Regions from separate parts of the Mus musculus genome. Here region 1 is linked to region 2. Evidence: chromatin contacts called from public HiChIP or PLAC-seq data. All regions are on one chromosome and are shown on one strand. Each heading gives the region's core, a stretch centred on a gene start, on an enhancer-like site or on the middle of the called end of the contact. The rest is flanking DNA. Distances are from core to core; before and after follow the strand shown.

Region 1 (5,574 bases), core at 1,045-3,544, 110 kb before region 2:
GGAGGTGGGGGCAGCCTTGGAGTGTGGAATGCATGACACAGACTCTGTGGGCTGTGAACATGTGTTCTCAGAACTGAGAAGCCTGAAGCATGCATGCCTTAGCCCAGGGCAGCCCTCATCTGAGATCTGTGCACCCCTGCTTCCGCTTTTGTAAGTGTCATTGTCTGAAGGCAGTAGGCAGAAGGAAGGACTTGGTAAAGCTGCCTGACACAATGGCATCCTCTTGCTCCAGGCCTTGGGGTCAGGGCCTCTAATGTTGGTGGATCTCTCATCCCTGTTCAGCATCTAGGTTTGGTTCTTTGTTTCCTACCTGTGTAGACATCATGGTCCCTGTCCAGGGTGGTAAACTGTTTGCCGTTGTGCCAGGTAAAGGAGTCGCCTGCATTGCCATGATAACGCCCCAGCCGCAGCTTATAGTACTCGCTTTCTGGCTCCAGTCGGAAACTGGCATACTCAGCAAAGACTTTACGGCCAGACCAGTCCTCCATGGTTACCAGCAGTTTGTAGTTGCCTTGGTTCGTCAGCCAGTAGATGTTCTCCAGGCCCAGCCAGTACTCACCATCGATGTTCCCAAACCCTTGCTGGGGAAGATCCAGAGAGATTCAGTGAGGGGTCTGTGTCCCAGGAATAGTCAGAGTGTAAGGCAGGCCTGGGCTCCAATCCCTGCTACCTGTGTATGAGGCTCTATGTCTGGGTGAGCTACTGAACCTTTGTAACTGTCAGTCATGTGCCATTCACACATCTGACGAGCACACCTTTTCCCTGCCGTCATGTGAGCCTATTTCTTATTGCCTGAGGATTCTGTAACTTCTCAAAGGCAGGAAGATGTGGTCACTCAAGAGCCTGGCACCGAGGAGGTATGCAGCCAGCATTGCATAGATAAGAGCCATTGCCTCCCCCATGCCTCAGTTGCCTTCTCTAGAGATGGGTTATGTGTGTGGGTTATACATAAGCTCTAGCATAGACTGCCACAGCTAAGAATTGTGATAGGCCTGTGACATCCACCTGGCCCTTCTAGGTTTGAAACTCAGTAATTGTGTTACTCATTTGATATGTGCTTTGGGGTATCAGTGAGCAGTGACCCCCAAAGTCTTTGAAGTGGTTTTCAGAACCAGGTACTATCGGCCTCCATAGGATGTGTGAACCCTTGCTGTGCTGTGCCATCACCTTGAGAACATGGAGGAGTGCAAGGAGGACCTCAAGGCTAGGCTTTGGAGGAGGGACAAGCAGGAGATATACAGGCTACCCGGATGGGGCAAGCCAGGATGGAGAAGACTGGAGGCGTTGGGGCTGCTGGGAGCCCCCGGCTGCCGTTGCTGCTTTACTGCGCAGTAGCTGTGAGCCACGTGCAGGGTACTTTCCCTGCTCACCTGCAAAGTGACTTTGTAGTAATACCTCCCTCAAGGGCATAGTCAAGAGTTACAGTGCCTGACACAGGACATGTGTCCATTGACCTGAGCTGCTCATGCCCTCCTTACTGTCCCCTCTTGGTTCAGAGCAGGGTGGGAGGTGTGAGAGATCCCTTGCACTTGACTTACAAGGAGAAGCATTCCGTATCCTGGGCACTGGGAGGCCCAGAGAATAGACCTTGTAGTTAGGGCCCACTTATTGTCAGAGTTCCCTACGCGTGGCTTTTAGGGGGCTTCCCAGGCCCTGGAACCCTGCCACCTTCCCCTTCTGGACCTCAAGAGCAGAGCCACCTTACAGAGGCCCCAGCTGGGATAAGATCCTGTCTCTTCTCTGTCCTCTCCTGTACAGCAGACAAGGAGAGGCCTGGCCTTACCACTCAGATGGCTTTGCAGAGATGGTCCTGTCCTTGCTGTGCAGTCACCTTACAGGCAATGCATACAGGCCCAGTGGTCTCACCTTATAGGTCTCCCAGTTCCTGAAGAAGTTGACAGAGCCATCCAGGCGTCTCTGGATGACAGTCCAACCTCCAGGGTCATGTCTCTGGTCACACCACACCTGCATCAGGCGGTTGGTATTCTCAGGCTTCACCAGGTAGATGGAGCTGGTGCTGTGACCATCTTCCAGGGCTTGCAGGCAGTCTCTCCATGGACCTGTAGGCAAGTATGTGTATGTTACAACTGTTTGCTGCCAGGCTACATCTAGCTATGTTCTAGACAGGTATACACTCTAACAAGAGCTAAGGAACACATATTGACGGGGCAGATGTTTATTTTGTAACCTTGAGAAGTCATCTACTATAAAAGCAAGAGCTCAGGCCAAGAATCAGGAGGCCTGGACTCCAAGCCCCATTCTGCTCTCACTTCCTCTCGTGTCCATGAGGAGGCCGTTCTTCACTGCTCCTCCACCCTGCTTTTTTTTTTTTTTTTTTGTAGGTGAGTCATTGTTTTCCTCATTCAGAAGAACTATTAGAGTACAGATCATTTGGGTGGTTATTCTTTGAGTGACTTTTAAAAAAAATTATTTATTTTATGTATGTGAGTACACTGTAGCTGTCTTCAGACACACCAGAAGAGGGCATTGGATCCCATAATAGATGGTTGTGAGCCACCACATGGTTGCTAAGAATTGAACTCAGGACCTCTGGAAGAGTAGTCAGTTTTCTTAATCTTTGAGCCATCTCTCCATCCCCTCTTTGAGTGATTTTTAAAGAAGTCATTCCCATTGGTGCACTAAGTATGTGCCTAATGATCATGGCCACACTCTTCAGTGTCTTGTGGGCTCAGTGCTATGCTTTGCCAATCCAGTCTGTGGTTCTCCTTAGCAGGTGGCACCAAAACCACTCTAGGAGCCTGTAGATGCTATGTGTCTTTCAGCCCCTGACCCTGGCTCTCTGTCCTCTAGTAATGTCCTATGTTTTGAGTTTACTTGAGTTTACTTGAGTTATCAGGTCTAGTCAAGTTGGGGTCTTCCTCAGTGATTGGAGGAAACTTTTGGAGGTTTTTAAGACCTACCTAGTAGACTGCATAGTTTAAAATAATCATTATACTTTGCTGTGTGCTTTTCAGAACGCCTTTGAGACTGAGTCGTTAAGATGAAATGTTCTAGGACATGGGACTTGCTTCCTACTTTGTGTGTTCCTTCTATAAGTATCCAGTCGATGGCTGCAGTGGTGCACGCCAGTCATCCTAGCACTTGGAAGGTGGTGGCAAGAGGATTAGGAGCTCAAGGTCAGCCTCTGTAACGAAGTGAGTTCTAGGCCAGCCTTGGTAATAAGGTCCTGTCTCAGGAAACAAAGGTAAAAACAACAATAAAGCCAGCTATTTATTGAGTTCCATTCCCTAAAGGCTGCCCTAGGCCTGGGGAACCTAGGGCAGTGTAGGTTGTCTCTGGTGGCCAGACTCTACCAGCATTCTTAGCTAATTCTGGAGATCTTCTCTTTCTCTCTCCATGGGTGGGAAGGTAGCCCTCTGTGTCGGTTCATCCAGCTTTTCCTTCGAAGGCCTAGCTTTGCAGGTTCCTGGAGGCTAGCACTTTGGTTCAGCTAGCCTATTGGTTCAGCTAAAGCTTAGATTTGGGAAACTTACTGGGCCATGCAAGCAGTGTGGAGTGCCTATTGGGAACAGAAACCGTCTGCTTCTTTGTCCATCTCTGTGCCAGTTCAGCTGGATGCTGACTGTCAGTGTGCTGCTGTCTTCATTCTCTAGGTGCTTCCTACACCCTTGCCTTTCAAAGCTCTGCACACAGGACAAGCAGGTTCCCCAAGTGCCCAACCTGTGCTGAATGTAGGCACAAAGCACGCCTGCCCTCCTTCCCTCCCTCCCTCTCTCCCTTCTCTCCTTCCCTCCCTTCTTCTCTCCCCTCTTCCCTTCCCTCCTTCCTTCCTTCTTCCCTCCTTCCTCCCTCCCTCCCTTCCTCCCTTCTTCCCTTCTTTTCTTCCTCCCTTCCCTCCTTCCTTTCTTCCTTCCTTCCCTCTTCCCTCCCTTCCCCCCCTCCCTTCTTCCCGCCCTCTCTCCCCTCCTCTATCCCCTGATGTCACTTCCTGCTTTTGCTTTCCCCCAGTTTCTGTCCTGGGGAAGGGGAGAGGAGACCTTCAGGAGGAACATTTAAAAAGGAGAAAAAGGTTTTCATTATTTTTGGCCCAAGCTCCAGGGACTGAGACAGAATGAGAGTCTGTCCCTGACAGCTGGAGCAGAGCACCGGTGGCGTGGGAGGCCTCCCAGCTTTCCACCAGGTCAGCAGGACAGGGAGGCGCTTAGTGAGAGAGAACGCTGGGATGGAAGGCAGAAGGCATGGGACATAACAGAATAATGCCCACCAAAGCCAGCAGCCAGGCCTCTTCCTGCACAGCCACGCAGCTCCTGCAGTGGCTCCATGCTGAGGCTGTTCTTGAAGGGGGTACAATATAGGTAGGGTTTGGAGGCCACTGGAAAAGTGATAGGTTGGTCTCATAGTGACCAATCTATGCTGCCTTCCACAGTTCATTGTGGAATGCCTCTGGTATTCTTGAAAATGGGCTTTACTTTTTAAAAAATTTTATTTAGATTTTTTTTAGGATAAGTATTTTAGAATGATTTGAGGTCTTTAGTACTAAAATATTTTAAGCAGTGATAATTTTAGAAAGGCCTGGGGATGGCTCAGGAGGTAAAGAGCCTGCTGTCCAGCGTGAGGCCCTAATTCAGTCCCCAGACCCATTGCACAGCCTTGTGACAGTGTGCTCCCATGATCTCAGCGCTCCTACAGCAAGATACAAGATAGAGACAGGAGAGGCCCCTCAAGCTTGGGGACCAGCTAGCCTGGCATCCACAGTGACCTGGCACCCAAGAGAGACCTGTTTCGGGCAGTGTGTTAGCATGTCATCTGACTACCACATGCATGCCATGACACTCATATACCTGTACCCACACGTGTAAATACATATAAATATTATACACAGTACAAAAACACACAGAGATACAAAACAAATATCTCTCTCTCTCTCTCTCTCTCACACACACACACACATACATATACAATAAATAATTTATTGAAAGAAGAATGCAGGCTTGTACTGGTTTTGGACATGCTTCAGAGGGTAAGCAGACTCTTGAGGCCCAGGTGAGAATGCCTCACTCTGAGAAAGGCCTGTCTGCAGAAGTAGCAGCAATAACTTGGCATTGGAATCTTCACATGGCTTTTGCCGAGGCCCCAGTCTGTCACAGGCCTTGCTTAGGTATTTACACTGCTGATTCTTCCCATGCTCCTGGTAGGTAGTTGTAACTGCCTCATTTACAGATGAGGAGGTCTGAACCCACAGACCTTAGGGGACACCCCAGAGCTACATGGCCCTTGGAGGCAGAGTGGTCTAATACCTCAAATGATCTGTTTAGGAATGTGTTCACTCTGATGCACTGTTATTTCTCCCCAGCCAGTGTGGCCTTGAGAACAGAGGCCTGGCTCTGGTCTTGGCATACTGATGACTTTATCTGTCAGGTTGTTAAACCCCTTTATTTTTGTCTTTGTTGGTAATTCGGGTTTTGTCTTGTCTTATTTTGTCCCCCCTATGTTTACTTACTCTGTCCTTTGCCTATTTTGGTGTTTTATGATGTTGAAGTTTCCTCTGTGTGTATGTGGCAAATCTGGTCATTGTGTAAGGCCTTCTAGAATTGTGGAGTAGTTTGAAATGAT
Region 2 (5,523 bases), core at 1,571-4,070:
TAAATGTGTTTTCCAATGAATATCGTTCTATTTATTAGTGTCACATGCAGTCAATTTGACAGGCAGCTGCTGTGCTACATGCCTGGAGGAGCCCAGGGCTCTGCTGAGAGTAACTAGGATGTAAATATATAGGGAAAGAACAGGGACAATATTGTGGATCTCTTGGAGAGGAAGGCAGAGGGTCTGGGGATACCTAAGAAGACAGGGGGCCTTGAGAGTTTTCAGATCAGAAGTCGCAGAACATTAAGGAGGCTGTAGGAGTGGGGGGAGGGGGGTCAGGGAGACAGAGAGGACAGGATGCACATGGGGAAAAGCAGGCAACCCGAGATTACTGAGGGAGAGTTCCAGTCAAGGTGATAATCTGAAAAGATCTGTCAGGAGGAAGTCATGATGCATAAAGCAAACCCACTCCAGTTTGATTAGAGGTAAAGGAGAGAGGGAGAAAGCGAGGGAGGGAGTAAGGGAGGGAGGGAGGCAGAGAGAGAGCAAGCGCCAGCGAGCAGGAGCGCAGGAACTAGAGTAGATTGGGGATCTCAGTGGCAGCTCCCAGGCATACACACCCATTCTTGCTCCTGTCTCTGCTTGAATGAGACCAGAACCTTGTGATCGCAGTGAAAGAGCCCTGCTGCACAAATTAGCACACACCTACACTTTACCTGGGAAGAGGAACTCTCAATTGAGCAGCTTCCTCCATCAGATTAGCCTGTAGACAGGTCTGTGAGGGCTTTTGGTAGTGGTGGTGGGGTGCTGTGAAGGATCTAAGCCCACTGTAGGTGGTAGTATCCCGGGCAGGTGGTACTTGGCTAGATAAGAAAAGAAGGTGAGCAAGCCAGAGGAAAATCTGTTAAGTGCTGATTCAGTTCTTGAGTTCCTCACCCTTCCAGCTCCAAACTGTTGTACCTCGTTGTGGACTCCGCTTCAGCCAGGAAGACCCGCATCATCCAGGCACCCCTGAAGTGAGGAAGAGGCAACGTGGGCGGGGCTTGTGTAGGGCAGGGGAAGCTAAAGGGCTCTTGGGGCTGAATAGCCAAGGGACAAGAGACGCAGAATTGCTCCAAGTACAGACCTCAGTTTCTGCTTGGGACATTGAGCTCCTGCTCTGACTTCCCAGATGATGGGCTGTAGCCTGTAAGACAAATAAAGGCTTTCTTCCCTAAGGTGCTTTTGATCACAGCAACAGAAACTGAACTAGAAATAGATGGCAAAGCCATCCTTACTTAAACTCAGATGAATTTCCACACCCAACTACAGTGCAATGTTACAGAACTCAGATGATGCATCCGACTCGGGGAGGAAATGAGGGGTGGAGGTTAGAGCTGTCACAAAATTGGAAGGTTATGAATGAAAACCTGAACCCACAACTGGTAGACAACCAAAGCTCCCCTCAGCCTCACTGTGTCAGACCACAAACAGCCACCAGGAGACAGTAGTACCTCCTTTTGCTGACTGGTTAGATCCTGAGGTAGCGCAAACCTCATGGTGGACCCCAGTTCAGGCAGGAAGACCCGCACCATCCAGGCACTCCTGAAGTGAGAAAGAGGCGACATGGGCGGGGCTAGATAGGCGGGACTTGTAGGCGGGGAAGCTAGAGGGCTCTTGGGGTGGAATAGCCAAGGGACGAGAGAACAAAATTGCTCTAAGTACAGACCTCAGCTTCAAGAGAAAAGAGGCGGAGCTCCGGGGTTGGGGGCCATGCCTGTGGGCGGGATGTGGAGAAAGGCGGCCCCCAAAAGAAGGCGGTGCTACGATAGAAAGGACCAAGAGGTGCTGAGGTGAGGAGGGTCAGCAGAGAATCCAGCAATCGGAGCTGTGGAGCGGCGGGCCGATAGAGCGCTCTGTGCTGGAGGGGTAGGTGGGAAGGGCCTAGATCTGTGGGAATGGTAAGGAGCGGGAGTGATGGGCCGTGGACCCGACGAAGTTGAGGATCCAGTGGGCATTGGGAGCCTGCGTGCGCTACACAGAAGAACGGAGGGAGCGCGGGTAGAAGATCTTGGTGAGGCCAGTTCAGGAGGGGCGTGGCTGGAGCTGGTGTAGAGGCAGGGTGGGGCCTGCACTGGTCTGAGAAGGGCCGGAGAAACGGAGATCGTTAGCTCGGGGCGTGGCCTGTGCCCAGACTAGGGAGTGAGGTGGGTTTGGCTAAGAGATGGGGCGGGCCCTTGGCAAAGCTGAAGGGCAAAGGGACTGACTGGATAAGGGTTTGGGGTGGGGCCTGAGCCCACTGATAGGTAAGGCTTGGTACTTGGGGCGGGGCACGGGTGGAGCCTGAGCAGAGCTGAGAGGAGATCTGCGTGATTGGGGCGGGGCAAAGGCGGACAGGGGCGGGACCTGAACCTAATTCAAATAGACTGGGTTGGGGCGGTGAGGGGGCGGGGCCTAAACCCAGCTGAGTGGTGAGGGAGGATCTTCTAGATTAGGGGCGAGGCAGGGGGAGGGCCAAGGCCTCAAAAAGGACCAAAGGGAGTGGATTCGGTAGGAGATCAGGGAGGTTCCGGAGACTAGCTCCGGAGAGATGAGGCAAACTTCGCTAGGCTAGGGGCAGGGCTTAAAGCCAGAGGTTCGGAAGAGGCGTACCTGCTAGAATGGGGGCGGGGCAGAGGTGAGGCCTAAAGCCAGAGGCGTGGTTAGGCCGTTAGAGTAGGGGCGGGGCCTAAAGCCTCAGGCGTGTTCAAGGGACCTGATTAGAGTAGGGGCGGGGCTTGGACCCCGCGAATAGTCTGAGGGCGTGGTTAGGCTGGAGTTCGGGGCGGGGCCTGAGGTCCCAGGCTGGGCTGGAGTTTGGGGCGGGACAGAGGCGGGGCTTGGGTCCGGTGAGGGGTGCGGGGCGGGGCGTGGGCTGCGGCGCGCTAGCTGAGCGTCCGGCCGAACACCGCCGAGGCCCGAGCCCACCCGAGTGTGCCCGAGCCGTCGGCCCCCGCCCGGGGCGATGGAGCAGGAACCCGGCGGGGCTGCCGCTGCGCTCCTGCGGCAGAAGAGGGCGGCGCTGCGGCGCAGGGGGTGCAGCTTTGAGAGTCCCAGGTACCGTTGCCCCGGAGGGGTGCAGCCTCTAGGGGTGGGAGAGGGGAGTAGGCCACGTGGGGGTTGGCGGTGTGAGGGGACAGAGTGTGGCGAGGCCGCGGCGTGGGAGGGAGTCGGCGCAGAGCCCAGTAGAGCGGCCGGGCCACGCTGAGGGAGTGCCCAGCGGGAGGGCTAGAGACCTGTGTCCGGCCGGCAGATGATGTGGACGTCCGAAGCCTCGGCCCTGTGACAGGCCCTGCACACTACGGCTCAGGGAGGTCTTGGGCTGTGGAGAACGCGACCTGCCTGCTTCTAAATGCTCAAGGACAAGGTCGGAACCCCTAAGCCCCCAAAAGGACACCCTTTAGGCTTCTCTTGCTTTCTATAATCCATCCTCGCACCCCAAGTGCCTGGCCACCTGCTGCCTATGGCCCCGCCCATCTGTGGTTGGGGTGGGGGGCACCCTGCATAGTTCCTAGGTCCTTTCTCTTTCCCAGGTTGTCCGTGCCCCTCCCGGACTTACCTTCCTTAACTGGCGCCCTCCTGAGGAACCAGCCTGGCCGTAGGTGAAGCTTGGCTGCTGCCGGACACGCCCTTCCCTTTGCGGCTCTTGCCCATGCCTATCCCCGGCTTACTCCCACCTCCAAGGAATTCCTTGTAACTTGAAATGGGTCCTGCTTCCAGGTGGACTCATTCCTTTCAGAATGACTCCAGCACCACCATCTGGGCCAGATTTTCATCAGTATTCTGTAATAATGGCCTTAGGGAGGGTATCCTGAAGCCAACCCCCTTCCTCCTAGCCTACTGCTGCCTGCACCCCTGAGTTTTTAATTGCCATAGCATGGGTAGGGACGAGGAAGAGAAAAAAGATGTAGGACTCTAACCTCCACTGAGGTGGAAAAGAGAGTTCATTTGCTAAGGCACAAAGCAAACCAGCCAAGATCCTTAAAGGAAGGTGTGATGCCCTTAATTGGCCTTTCTCAGACTCAGTCCTTGACACACTGCTCCAGCAGTTCTGATGCTGTGTGGTAAGGACAGATATCAAGGCTGCTCTAGCCGCTGCCCTAGCCTCTTCCCCATCACCACAGCTGCCTCAAGCCTGGCCCATCACAGAGCCTGAAGGGCTTGGGCACTCCTCCCTCAGGCTGTAGAACTGCTCATCAATTCTTTTTGAAAGTCTTTCTTGAACTCTAGGCTTAGCTTTGTGTGATCAGCACCTGGGCATCTGCCAAGAAGGTTCTAAATATTTGTGTGGTGACCTGAGTGGAACATTTCCCTTCCATAGGAGACCCAGGCAGCTAACAATCTCTATGGCTTGAGCATGAAGAATAGGAAGAGGTATACCAAGAGACTGGAGCAAAGAGAATCTCTCAGGTCTGAGGCAGCCTGCTTAGGACAGTGCTGCTACAGAACTTCCGGACATGAAGGAATGGTTCTGTAATGCAGCCCATGCAGTCCGGGAGCCACAGACACCTGTGGCTGTGGAACACCTCGCCAAGACACCTGAGTGTTGAGTTGTGCTTAGCCTTCAATGCAAGTAACCACATTGATCCCAGCACTACCCCCTCAGCCAGCATTAATTAGCTTTCTCAGGCTCAGTCCTTGACACATCTGCTCCAGCAATTCTGATAAGAGCCTTAGGAGGACTGAGAAATGCGTACCATAGTGGACAGTGCTGGCATAAAAATTAGACTTCCTTCCCCTTTGTCTTCATGACCATATTCTTCAAGAACTGAAATGACTTACAAGCCTCCAGGTGTTTTTGTTCTCTGATACACCATGACATTATCTAGTGGCTTGTGAGATAATTAGGATTAGCTTTTTTTTTTCTTTTTTTCTTCTAAAAATAATTTATTGAATGAAATTTGAAAATGCAAGAAGAACATAAACAGGATAATTAAATTATTTTGATGGTAGTATTGATGATATATAGTCTCATATAGCCCTGGTTGGCCTGAAATTCACTATGTAAATCAGGCTGTCCTGGAACTCACAGAGACCTGCCTGCCTCTGCCCCTTAAGTGCTGGGATTAAAGACCACCACACCCAGTGGATAGTTTATTGATTCATAATCCCACTATAGATATAATTGGCCTTTTCTCCATGAATATTTATCATTTTAATTGACTTTTCACTCAGCACATCATAAACCCTGGAAGCAATCCTTACATATTCCTTAAAAATTTTTTTTCAGTTGCTGTGTGATCTCCTACTATATGGATGTCTAACTATTTTTAGCCTATCTTTTACTACTTTCACTCTTCCTAGAGATGCAGTTCATTTATGTATAGTCACTTGTGTGTGAAGACATCACTGGCCCATAAGATAAGATCATGAAAGTGATGGGAATTATGGGTCAGGACAAAAGAGCCTCTTAAAGTCTTCTGCAGCAGGATTCCAGAGTGCTCTCCTAGGCATTATTATTATATTTGCCAAAGTGATACCTTGTCATTTGAATTTCTTTATTTAGTAATGATGCTTTTCTCATAAATCATATTTTTTTACTTATTTTAAGGTATTTGTATATAT

The links. HiChIP or PLAC-seq counts read pairs in DNA pulled down with a chosen protein or histone mark.
Region 1: an H3K4me3 HiChIP or PLAC-seq map of bone marrow-derived macrophages shows a contact between it and region 2, with 2.6 times the contacts expected there. The contact joins the enhancer-like site here to the promoter of Garnl3 in region 2. A contact is called at or near these places in 1 of 39 promoter capture datasets (epiblast stem cells), 2 of 484 Hi-C or Micro-C datasets (Th2 cells and nephron progenitors), 6 of 115 datasets of contacts at active chromatin or transcription factors (bone marrow-derived macrophages, cardiomyocytes, double positive thymocytes and 1 more) and 4 of 9 other capture datasets (adipose tissue, embryonic stem cells, macrophages and 1 more).

Annotation. Positions count from the first base shown.
Region 1 is chr2:33,238,686-33,244,259 of GRCm38.p6, reverse strand. All of the region lies in intron 8 of Ralgps1 (Ral GEF with PH domain and SH3 binding motif 1), which reads left to right. It overlaps Angptl2 (angiopoietin-like 2), which reads right to left. Exons shown (of 5, transcript NM_011923.4): 3 at 1,867-2,060; 4 at 311-581. Among named protein-coding and RNA genes, the nearest start is that of Angptl2, 26 kb to the right of the region's middle. Within about 2 kb of position 2,294, at least 9 of the 459 cell types and tissues checked have an H3K27ac peak or open chromatin away from gene starts, as enhancers often do. A contact at or near this core is called in bone marrow-derived macrophages and pancreatic islet, where this site is marked.
Region 2 is chr2:33,127,916-33,133,438 of GRCm38.p6, reverse strand. It overlaps Garnl3 (GTPase activating RANGAP domain-like 3), which reads left to right and starts at 2,820. Exons shown (of 30, transcript NM_001355200.1): 1 at 2,820-3,015. The coding sequence starts at 2,924. It overlaps Ralgps1 (Ral GEF with PH domain and SH3 binding motif 1), which reads left to right. Exons shown (of 20, transcript NM_175211.5): 20 at 1-20.